Regions from separate parts of the Zea mays genome. Here all the other regions are linked to region 2. A link is a contact called in public Hi-C data. All regions are on one chromosome and are shown on one strand. Each heading gives the region's core, a stretch centred on a gene start, on an enhancer-like site or on the middle of the called end of the contact. The rest is flanking DNA. Distances are from core to core; before and after follow the strand shown. Region 1 holds the start of LOC103653170 (F-box protein At5g39450). Region 2 holds the start of LOC100193686. Region 3 holds the start of LOC100281389.

Region 1 (2,700 bases), core at 122-2,621, 310 kb after region 2:
CAAGCAAGCAAGTTTCAGACCATGGAGTCAAATCCAACAGTGTGATGGCATCTAATGACCTTTTGACGACTAACGAAGCATACATAGCAGCGTAGCTAGATCCAAGCACGCATAAGAACAATATAGAGATTTCATTCCATCAACCACGACGGGAGGGGGCGGAGCGCGGGCGCGTATACCTTCCAGTCGACGGCGTGGAAGAAGCCAACGAAGGAGTCGACGGCGGGCGCGAAGCCGGTGCGCACTTCGGAGGAGACGCGACCGAAGAGGTCGGCAACCACGTCGGCGTGCTCGTTGAGGGCCGAGCGCACCTCCTCCACCGCGCGGCCGAGCACCGACGACCCCGGCGCCGCAGCCTCGTGGCCCATTTCCCTCCCTCCCTCGCTCTAGATCTCTCTCCTCTGCAGTCAGCGGAACTCGGGATCGATCTGCATCTGCTCAGAAAAATGCAAATGAATCGGCTCTCCCTTCCCTTACTGGGCTTCATGAAAATGGGTTAGGCCAAAGCCAACCGAGGCCCGTTTAAAGATGGGCTGGCCCCGTATTTTCTCTCGGAAAAGTGCTGTCCCACCGTTTTCAATTCTCCAAAAAAATGATGCCTTTTCCTGAAAAAAAACTTTTGCATTGGTCTAATTTCCTGAGTAATTTTAGACTCTTCATTTTATTCTATTTTAGTTCCTAAATTATCAAATACGAAAATTAAAATAGAGTTTTAATTTTTATATTTAATAATTTAGCGAATAAAATATAGGGACTTAAAATTAGTCATTAGAATACATGCCTCAGTTCTCAAAAGCACTTGAGCTTTTTGAGAGCAACGATACCGAAGAAAATTGAAGAAACTAAAATCATCTTACTATTAAATTTTGAAACCAATGATTTGAGGGTCTAAAATCATCTTCTATTAAATTTTAAATAGCAAGATAAATTTTGCCCCGGCAATCCATCCAATATTCTTGCTCTTAAATAAGCCTTAAGATACCTTCCTATCCAGTAGTTAAAAGTGAAAATTTAACTAGTTGCCGTCACAATAATAAGATAATAAGATGAATGGCAAATGCATTGTCATTTCGTGAGAATGATGAACCCTTCTAAAACTAAAATTTAAGCATTTGAATTCTAGCAAGGCAGTTTGTGAAAGCAAAATTTTCAAACTTGGGAGTAAACGGTTCTTATTCTTGCATAAGTGGTTTATAATAAACGATTATCCAAAAAGTGGAAGGAAAGCAGCAGGTCCAATTCTAATTTCTAAAGTTAGGGGGTTATTGATAGCAGCTTCAGTGGTGCGTGTGCGTTCGGTCTGATAGTAGTGGACACGAGACTGATGCCGTCCGGATTAATATTTTTTTATTTATAAACCTCCCCGACCACGACGACGACGCCGAGGAGGAATTATTATCGTGGTGGGCGAGGAGGAAGAAGAAATCTGAGGGAGGGAACAGAGCAGCTCCCCACCCACCCACCCCAAATCCCCACGATGCTCGCCGTCGCCAGGGACGGCGCCGACCTCATCCTCTCCCTCCCGGAGGACGTGCTGGCGCTCATCTCGGCGCACCTCCGACCCCGCGACCTCCTCGCGCTGTCCGCCGCGTCCCGCCGCCTCCGCCGCGCGCTCTCGGCCGACAAGGCGTGGCTGGCGCAGTGCCGCCGCCTGCTGCCCTCGCAGCCGCACCTGCTCGCGTGGCGCGCCGCCGCCGCGGGCTCCTCCCTCGCCGTCTGCCGCTTCCTCCACTCCGCCGCGCCGCTGCTCGGCCTCTGGGCGCACCAGAACCCCGAGCTCGGCAACCTCGTCGCTGCTGTCCCGGGCTTCCTCTCCGTCGTCGCCGCCCGCGCCATACCGCAGGAGCTCTCCCCGCGCCTCCGCTGGGCGCCCGTCTTCGAGCTCCTTGCCGACGCCCACGGCCGCCCCGCGCTCCTCTTCCTCCACGGCCACCACCACGCCCACCTCTTCCCAGGCCTGCTCGCCTCCCTGCAGCCCCACGCCAACGTCATCTTTCTCGAGGCGCACATCGCCAGGGATCCGTTCGCTTCCTCCTCCTCCTCCAGCCCACACCGCTTCGCCCGCCTCTCCTTCGGCGACCGCCGCCGCCTGCTCGACTCCCTCGTCGCCGCCTGTCGGGTCACGCTGCCGCCCGACCTCGTCGACGCCCCGCTCTTCGCGTGCTCCGAGGACGACCTCCCGCTGCTCGCCGCGCGCCGGGAGGCCATGCTGCGCCTGCACAGGGAGTCCGCGGGGGGCATGGTGCGCACGCCGGAGGTCCAGGGCCTCCTTCTGGAAGCCAGGAAGAAGGCGACAACGACGACCACGACCGACGGTGGGCACAGGATTCCCCTGCGGAGGAGCCTCTCTGCCGTGGCGGGGTATTTCAGGAACGGCCTGCGCCAGATGGTCACACGGTCAGTGTCTGCAAATTCCAGGGCCGACAATGTGGACGCCAAACATCTCTCCTTGTCTGACTTCCTACACGACGGGGAGAGTGTCGGGCTGAGCCTCCGCGGCGCAAGAATGCGGCTGTCCACTTACCGTGCGTGGCCGAGCATGCATGACAACCGGTTCGCGCTCTACAAGCTCAGGGTGCAGGCGCCCATGCCGGGAAGGGAGTACGCCGGTCTGTGGGGAGGCACATTCGGGTGGCCACCGGGGCGGCCAGACGATGGATGCAAGCCCAAGAAGGCTCTCTTCTTTCTGCTACTCTCATA
Region 2 (2,700 bases), core at 153-2,652:
TCATTAAGAAGGAAAAGAAGAAGAGAAGCATAATCATCACTCATGGCTTTTACTCACTTCTCCCTAGATATGACAAAGCATCATTGTGCTGGCACAAGAGATGGATAACAGCCAGGAATGTGATTGGTAATAAAGCATGGACGGAAGTCGGAAGACCTGCACTCTAATAACAGCTTTTGGAAAGAAAGAAAAAACAGCTAGGCCCTGGCCCTCCAAGATCATGAGCCAGCTAACACTAACCTTCGAACCGCTTCTTTCAGCTCTCTCTGTGGCTGCGGCGACGCGATGCTCGGGAAACTGGTCAGGGAGGTCGAGCGAACGCCTTGTGTCGTCGAGCACCTCACTGCGACTGATGGCCGCCTGCGCAACCATGCATGGAAATAAAAGGCGTGGAAGACGCGAGCTTTCAGTATGTCAGTTTGACGAACATGAGCAAGAACCGAAGGCGGGTTAGGTTACCCACAGGTATGTGACCGGCGGAGAGTCGCGGCGACACGTCGGGAGCATTTACGTACGACGCGCTCGTTGTTCTGGAAAAAAAAAACACAATGACTGGTTGAGGTCAGAAGGACACCACCGAGCCAACAAGAGGATCGGTGCGTGGTTTAAAGCTACTGACGACTGGATAACTATGATCTTTCTTTCTTTATTTTTTTTTCCAGTAGAATGGCGCCAGAAACATGGTAGCAACTAGCAAGCAGATGACACGGAGCTGGAAAAATGGCTCTGGAAGTGCAGCTGAAGTGTCTGTCTTGCTATTCAGTATTCACCGACAGAAAAGGGATCGAACAGCGGTAGCTGGAAAAAAAAAACAGCTCTGGAAGTACAGCAGAAGCCTAGAACACAAAGTTTCAGCGTTGCTGAGCGGTCCATATCAACTGAAGCGAAGTGAAGTGATCGACAAAGACAGGGCACAGAGAATTGCAGTGTATATAATAATATAAGGAACATACGGTCAGTTTCGCTGGAAAAAAGAAAGAAAGAAAGAAAGAAACAAGGAATAAGTGAATAACTAAAAAAAGCCAGAATGGGTGCTTCATGCTTGATGCTAACTAACCTTCTGGAGTGTCGGTGTTGCAGGCAGGAAGAAGACGAGTGAGCCCCGTTCGGTCTTCTTCCGGCGTCTCTTCCCTTGACCTTGAGCACCGCCGCCGCCGCCGCCTCTGGTCGTCCGCCGGCACTCTCCATGGCGGATGGATGCTGCGCGTGCTTCGGTCACCAAGAAGCGCCAAAGCCGAGCTTCAGCTGTGTGTCATGCGATCTTGCTGCCTGGAATGATGACGAGCGCTACCAACTGAAGGAGGAGGAGGAGGAGGAGGAACAGAATATGGCTCTCAAAGGTCAGCGAAAGCGATGAGCATGGGAGCTAGCCGCGCTAATGGAGCTCGCGGCGGAACACGCGTATAGTACCAGGGGAGGGGAGGCCGTGATGAGAGGCGGGGTGGGATTTGTGGAGGATTATATTGGCCCACGCACGAGCGAGCTCGAGCTGAGGCCAGAGGAAATCATTAGGAAAGCTAATAAAGAGAGGGAGGGGCCGGGAGGACGAAATGAAACCCTGCAGGAAGATACGCGCAGGCCCAGGGCTTCGCGCGCTCGAACGCTCGTCAGGGGAAAAAAGATTAAGAAAAGGAGACGGGCATAAAAGAAAGAAAGAAAGAAGGAAAGGAAGGGAGAAATTGTTAAAGAGGAGCGCAGGCACCTCCGCCATCATCACGATGTAGTCCAGGCTCCAGCAGGCAGAGCTCAGTCCGAACAGTAATGGCGAGGCGAGCAGAGAGAAAGGGTTAGCCGTTAGCGAATAGTAGCTAGCGGGGAGGGATGGCGGCTGGGAGACGGCGACGCGTAGCGGGTGGGTCTCAGTGATGGCGCGCGTCCTGCTGCTGCGTGCATGCTTGCTTTTGCTGCAGGGTGTCATTAGGTACGGTGGCTGCAGCCGATTATTAGGATTAGGTAGCGAGTTGCTTGCTCTGCCGGTGTCCGGTGGGTGCAGCCGATTATTATCGTGATGCATGCATGCATGCAAATCGCAAGGCAAACCACCGCGCAACCACCGTGCCGTCTCTGTTGCGGACCGACGTATACTTGTTCCAGTTCCAGACCTACGTGAGTGGATCCGTTGCGATTCTGCAGCGGCGGTTTGGTTTGGTGTACCCAAAGTGCGTGGTGCGGTTGAGTTGACAGGCGACGACGGACCCTTTTAGGGCCTGTTTGTTTACCCCCATGGATTATATAATCTGGATTATTTTTGGAGGATTATATAATCTGGATTATATAATCTCGGTAGTCCTGTTTGTTTACCCAGATTATTTGAGTTGTTAATAAGATTTTTTTGTATGAGAAAGACAAGAATGCCCTTTATATTTGTACTAGGTTGAAACTCATATATGAAAAAAAAAATCAATTGACATTGGCAAATATTGCATTAGCAATATTATCACGGAAGGCATTCATGTCACCTTCTTCATCCCCAAATTGACTAGTACTAGGCGCAAAAACGATTCGGTGGATTATAATGGCAATGGTGGGTAATTTCTAGGAAACTTGAAAGGGTAGTGGGGAAGTGGGAAAAAAATAATCTGAAATAAGCACCTCCTCACTTGCTTATGGATTATCATAATCCAAGGGGTTAGATTATATAATCTAGTCAAATAAGCTGGACTGTTTGTTTGCCTCTTAAGATTATTTAATCCAAATTAT
Region 3 (2,908 bases), core at 267-2,766, 330 kb after region 2:
GGAGCGAATTCCCGAAGCTGGCGAGTTCCTGAGACGCTCTTCTTTGGAGCACCGGACACTGTCCGGTGTACACCGGACAGTCCGGTGAATTATAGCGGAGCGCCTCTGGATTTTCCCGAAGGTGAAGAGTTCAGCGTTAAGTCCCCTGGTGAACCGGACACTGTCCGGTGGTGCACCGGACAGTCCGGTGCGCCAGACCAGGGCTGCCTTCGGTTATCCCTTGCTCTTTTTGTTGAACCCAATTCTTGGCCTTTTTATTGGCTAAGTGTGAACCTTTGGCACCTGTATAACTTTCACACTAGAGCAAAACTAGTTAGTCCAATTATTTGTGTTGGGCAATTCAACCACCAAAATCAATTAGGAAATGGGTGTAAGCCTAATTCCCTTTCAATGACAAGTTGTACCACTGCTATAAAATCTATCACGCTTTCTATTATTTGCAGCCTCATCATCTGTATTGAGTCCAAGATTACAATATATCTCATTTTCGCATGGTACTTGTACTCTTCCTTCTTCATCCAATACATTAGAAACTATAATCGAATCCCAGTCCAGTTGTGTTGTTCCATCAATCCTCTGAACTTCCTATATTACAGACAATGCAGGAGCATCCAATCATCAACGATATTATTTTCACAATTAATGACATAGTTCTGTAAATTGAGCTCACCTCACTGCCAACTATTTCCCCCAATGGCACTAGTGGCGCAGTTGAACTCGGTACCCCCAATGGCACTAGTGACGCAGTTGAGCTCGGTGAAGCAAGAGTGGTAAACGGTGATTGCACAAGGTGTAGATCGGGGGAGTTGCAGCCTGGCGAAATGCCAAACGGATCGAACTCCATGGATCCGAACTCAGATAAACCCTAAGCAAGACGAGTCGAGGAGAACTCAGATAAACGGGAGTTGAGAGGAGCGGTTTCGAATGGAGGACGACGAGAACTCACCGCTGCAAGAGGAGGAGAGAAGAAGACGACCGCCAGACGCAGAGGAGACGCAAGAGCTGTCCGCGACGGAGAGAAGAATACGACGCCAGACGACGTCTGAGCACGGCGACGATAATGGCGAAAGGAGACTAATCTCTGTTTGCTCAGCCCCTATTGACCGGCTCGTATCCATTTTAGAGTTTGTCTGTTGGCTGCGTCTCCAAAACAGAGAATCCATCGGCAACGCCTCCAATTTATCGAAACCACTTCTCTGTTGTTTCATAATGGCAATTGTCGCCGCGCTCGACCATTGGCATTATAAAAAAAAATGCATGTTTCAATTTTGTTACTTGTTTTCCAGTGAACTTGGTGAAAATGTGATGGTTATGTTCTTATTCTTGCAACTAGCTCAATCGTTTAAGTTCTCCGCAGCTATTGACGTTGGTTCATGTCGTCTAGACAAACCTCACTCTTTCAATCCATCCAAGAGGGAAGTTTTCCAATAATTTAACCTAGCTGTGTGGTGACAGTGGACGAAGTGTGTGCGGTGTCGAAGGACAAGGTTTTGGCTCTCGGCGCTAGTTTCCCCCGCTCCTCCGGTTTGGACAACCGCTTGCAGCGGCTTCGCTTCGTCCTCCCACCCTCCCCTCGTCCCTCTCCGCTCCGGCGTGCTTCGGTTGCCCACCAAGATCTCTAATTTCCCATCAAACCCTAGCCCTGTCGCCGCCTCCTCACTGCCCTGACCCTCTCCTCCTCACGCTTCCCGTTCCCCATCTCGCCGCCGTTTCTTTGGCCTGGGAGACACGCTCTGCTAGCTGTGTCCGCGTATGGCCTCCGACGGTGCCCCCAGAGGCCGCCGTCCCAAGCGCCCCGCTTCGGGAGGCCTGGTCCAACCCGACGTCCTCACCTACAAGAGACGACGCCGCGGCACCGGCGCCAACGCCGGCCACAGCGCCGTCACGTCGGGCCCCGACCCCGATCCCGTCAAGGTACGCATTGCCCTCCAAACCCTATCTCTTTTGCCATGACGACGACGTGGGTTTTACTAGAGCGAGCGTCTCTCCAGCCTCGTGGTGCCTTCAGTTACTAGTAGATTTCGTTTATACGCCGCTAGATTTCGGATCCGTCTTGCAAAGATTCCCTTTCTGTATCGCAACGTTTGCTCTCTGTGTTAGGGTGTCCTGTAATGCTGTCACTCGTCTTCTTGGGTGACGAATTATATAGCTCAGTGATGGCTCTTGTTTCACGAGATTTGTCATTTTACCCCCTGCTCCCCCCTTGAGCAGAATCAGATGAGCGCGGTGGTGCACGCCACCAATTCCCAGCAAGGTGGGCGCCAAACGCTGGACAGGCACTGGAGAAGCTGGAGGGACACGCTGGAGGGCGTCCTTCGATCCACTGCTGTGAACCAGAGCGCCGGAGGGATTCAGAACTGCATCCGAGATGCGCTCAGATATAATGGTTGGCATCCCACAGAACATGTTAGTAACCCATCCGGTCCTTCAGATTGAACATAGCCTGTGCATGCTCGCCTCGTCTAATGCTTTTCCTCTTGGGAACATACATATCTTTCCCCTAACAAAAGCTTCACTTCTGTTTTCTGGATCTACCAGGGAAACTTAGTTGATGACCGAGGAACAGACGAAGAGGACGCTACTGGAGCTCTACATTCTGAAGAGAGTAGTGGTGCCTTGGTTAAGTTAGAAGATGGAACAGTTGCATCTTTGGAAGCCAACAAGGCGATGTGCCACGACACTCTCTTTGACATTCTAATCTCCGAGAAGTTTGCCATGTTGTGTGATCTGCTAGCTGCAACATTCCACGGCAGTAAGCCAGACGACGTTATTGGTTTGCAAATAATTGATGCCAAGATGAGAAATGGGGATTATGCACAGAACCCTGCGCTGTTTGACCATGATATTAAGCAGGTACCTGTTTGTTTGTTTCACTGGTTCCTTCTTTGTTCCCTGTGCTGTTCTCTCT

What was found. A called contact is a pair of places that touch in the nucleus more often than the background predicts.
Region 1: a contact with region 2 is called in a Hi-C map of bundle sheath, with 3 times the contacts expected there. The contact joins the promoter of LOC103653170 here to the promoter of LOC100193686 in region 2. A contact is called at or near these places in 7 of 25 Hi-C or Micro-C datasets (bundle sheath, ear, endosperm and 3 more) and 1 of 3 datasets of contacts at active chromatin or transcription factors (leaf).
Region 3: a Hi-C map of ear shows a contact between it and region 2, with 2.0 times the contacts expected there. The contact joins the promoter of LOC100281389 here to the promoter of LOC100193686 in region 2. A contact is called at or near these places in 2 of 25 Hi-C or Micro-C datasets (ear and tassel).

Annotation. Positions count from the first base shown.
Region 1 is chr4:42,456,913-42,459,612 of Zm-B73-REFERENCE-NAM-5.0, reverse strand. LOC103653170 (F-box protein At5g39450) reads left to right here and starts at 1,371. Exons shown (of 2, transcript XM_008680132.4): 1 at 1,371-2,700. The coding sequence starts at 1,478. It overlaps LOC100283849, which reads right to left and starts at 494. Exons shown (of 4, transcript NM_001156747.1): 1 at 180-494. The coding sequence starts at 368.
Region 2 is chr4:42,762,451-42,765,150 of Zm-B73-REFERENCE-NAM-5.0, reverse strand. LOC100193686 reads right to left here and starts at 1,402. Exons shown (of 11, transcript NM_001138778.1): 1 at 1,058-1,402; 2 at 464-530; 3 at 241-360. The coding sequence starts at 1,188.
Region 3 is chr4:42,427,812-42,430,719 of Zm-B73-REFERENCE-NAM-5.0, reverse strand. It overlaps LOC100281389, which reads left to right and starts at 1,516. Exons shown (of 6, transcript NM_001154307.1): 1 at 1,516-1,914; 2 at 2,212-2,406; 3 at 2,539-2,853. The coding sequence starts at 1,753.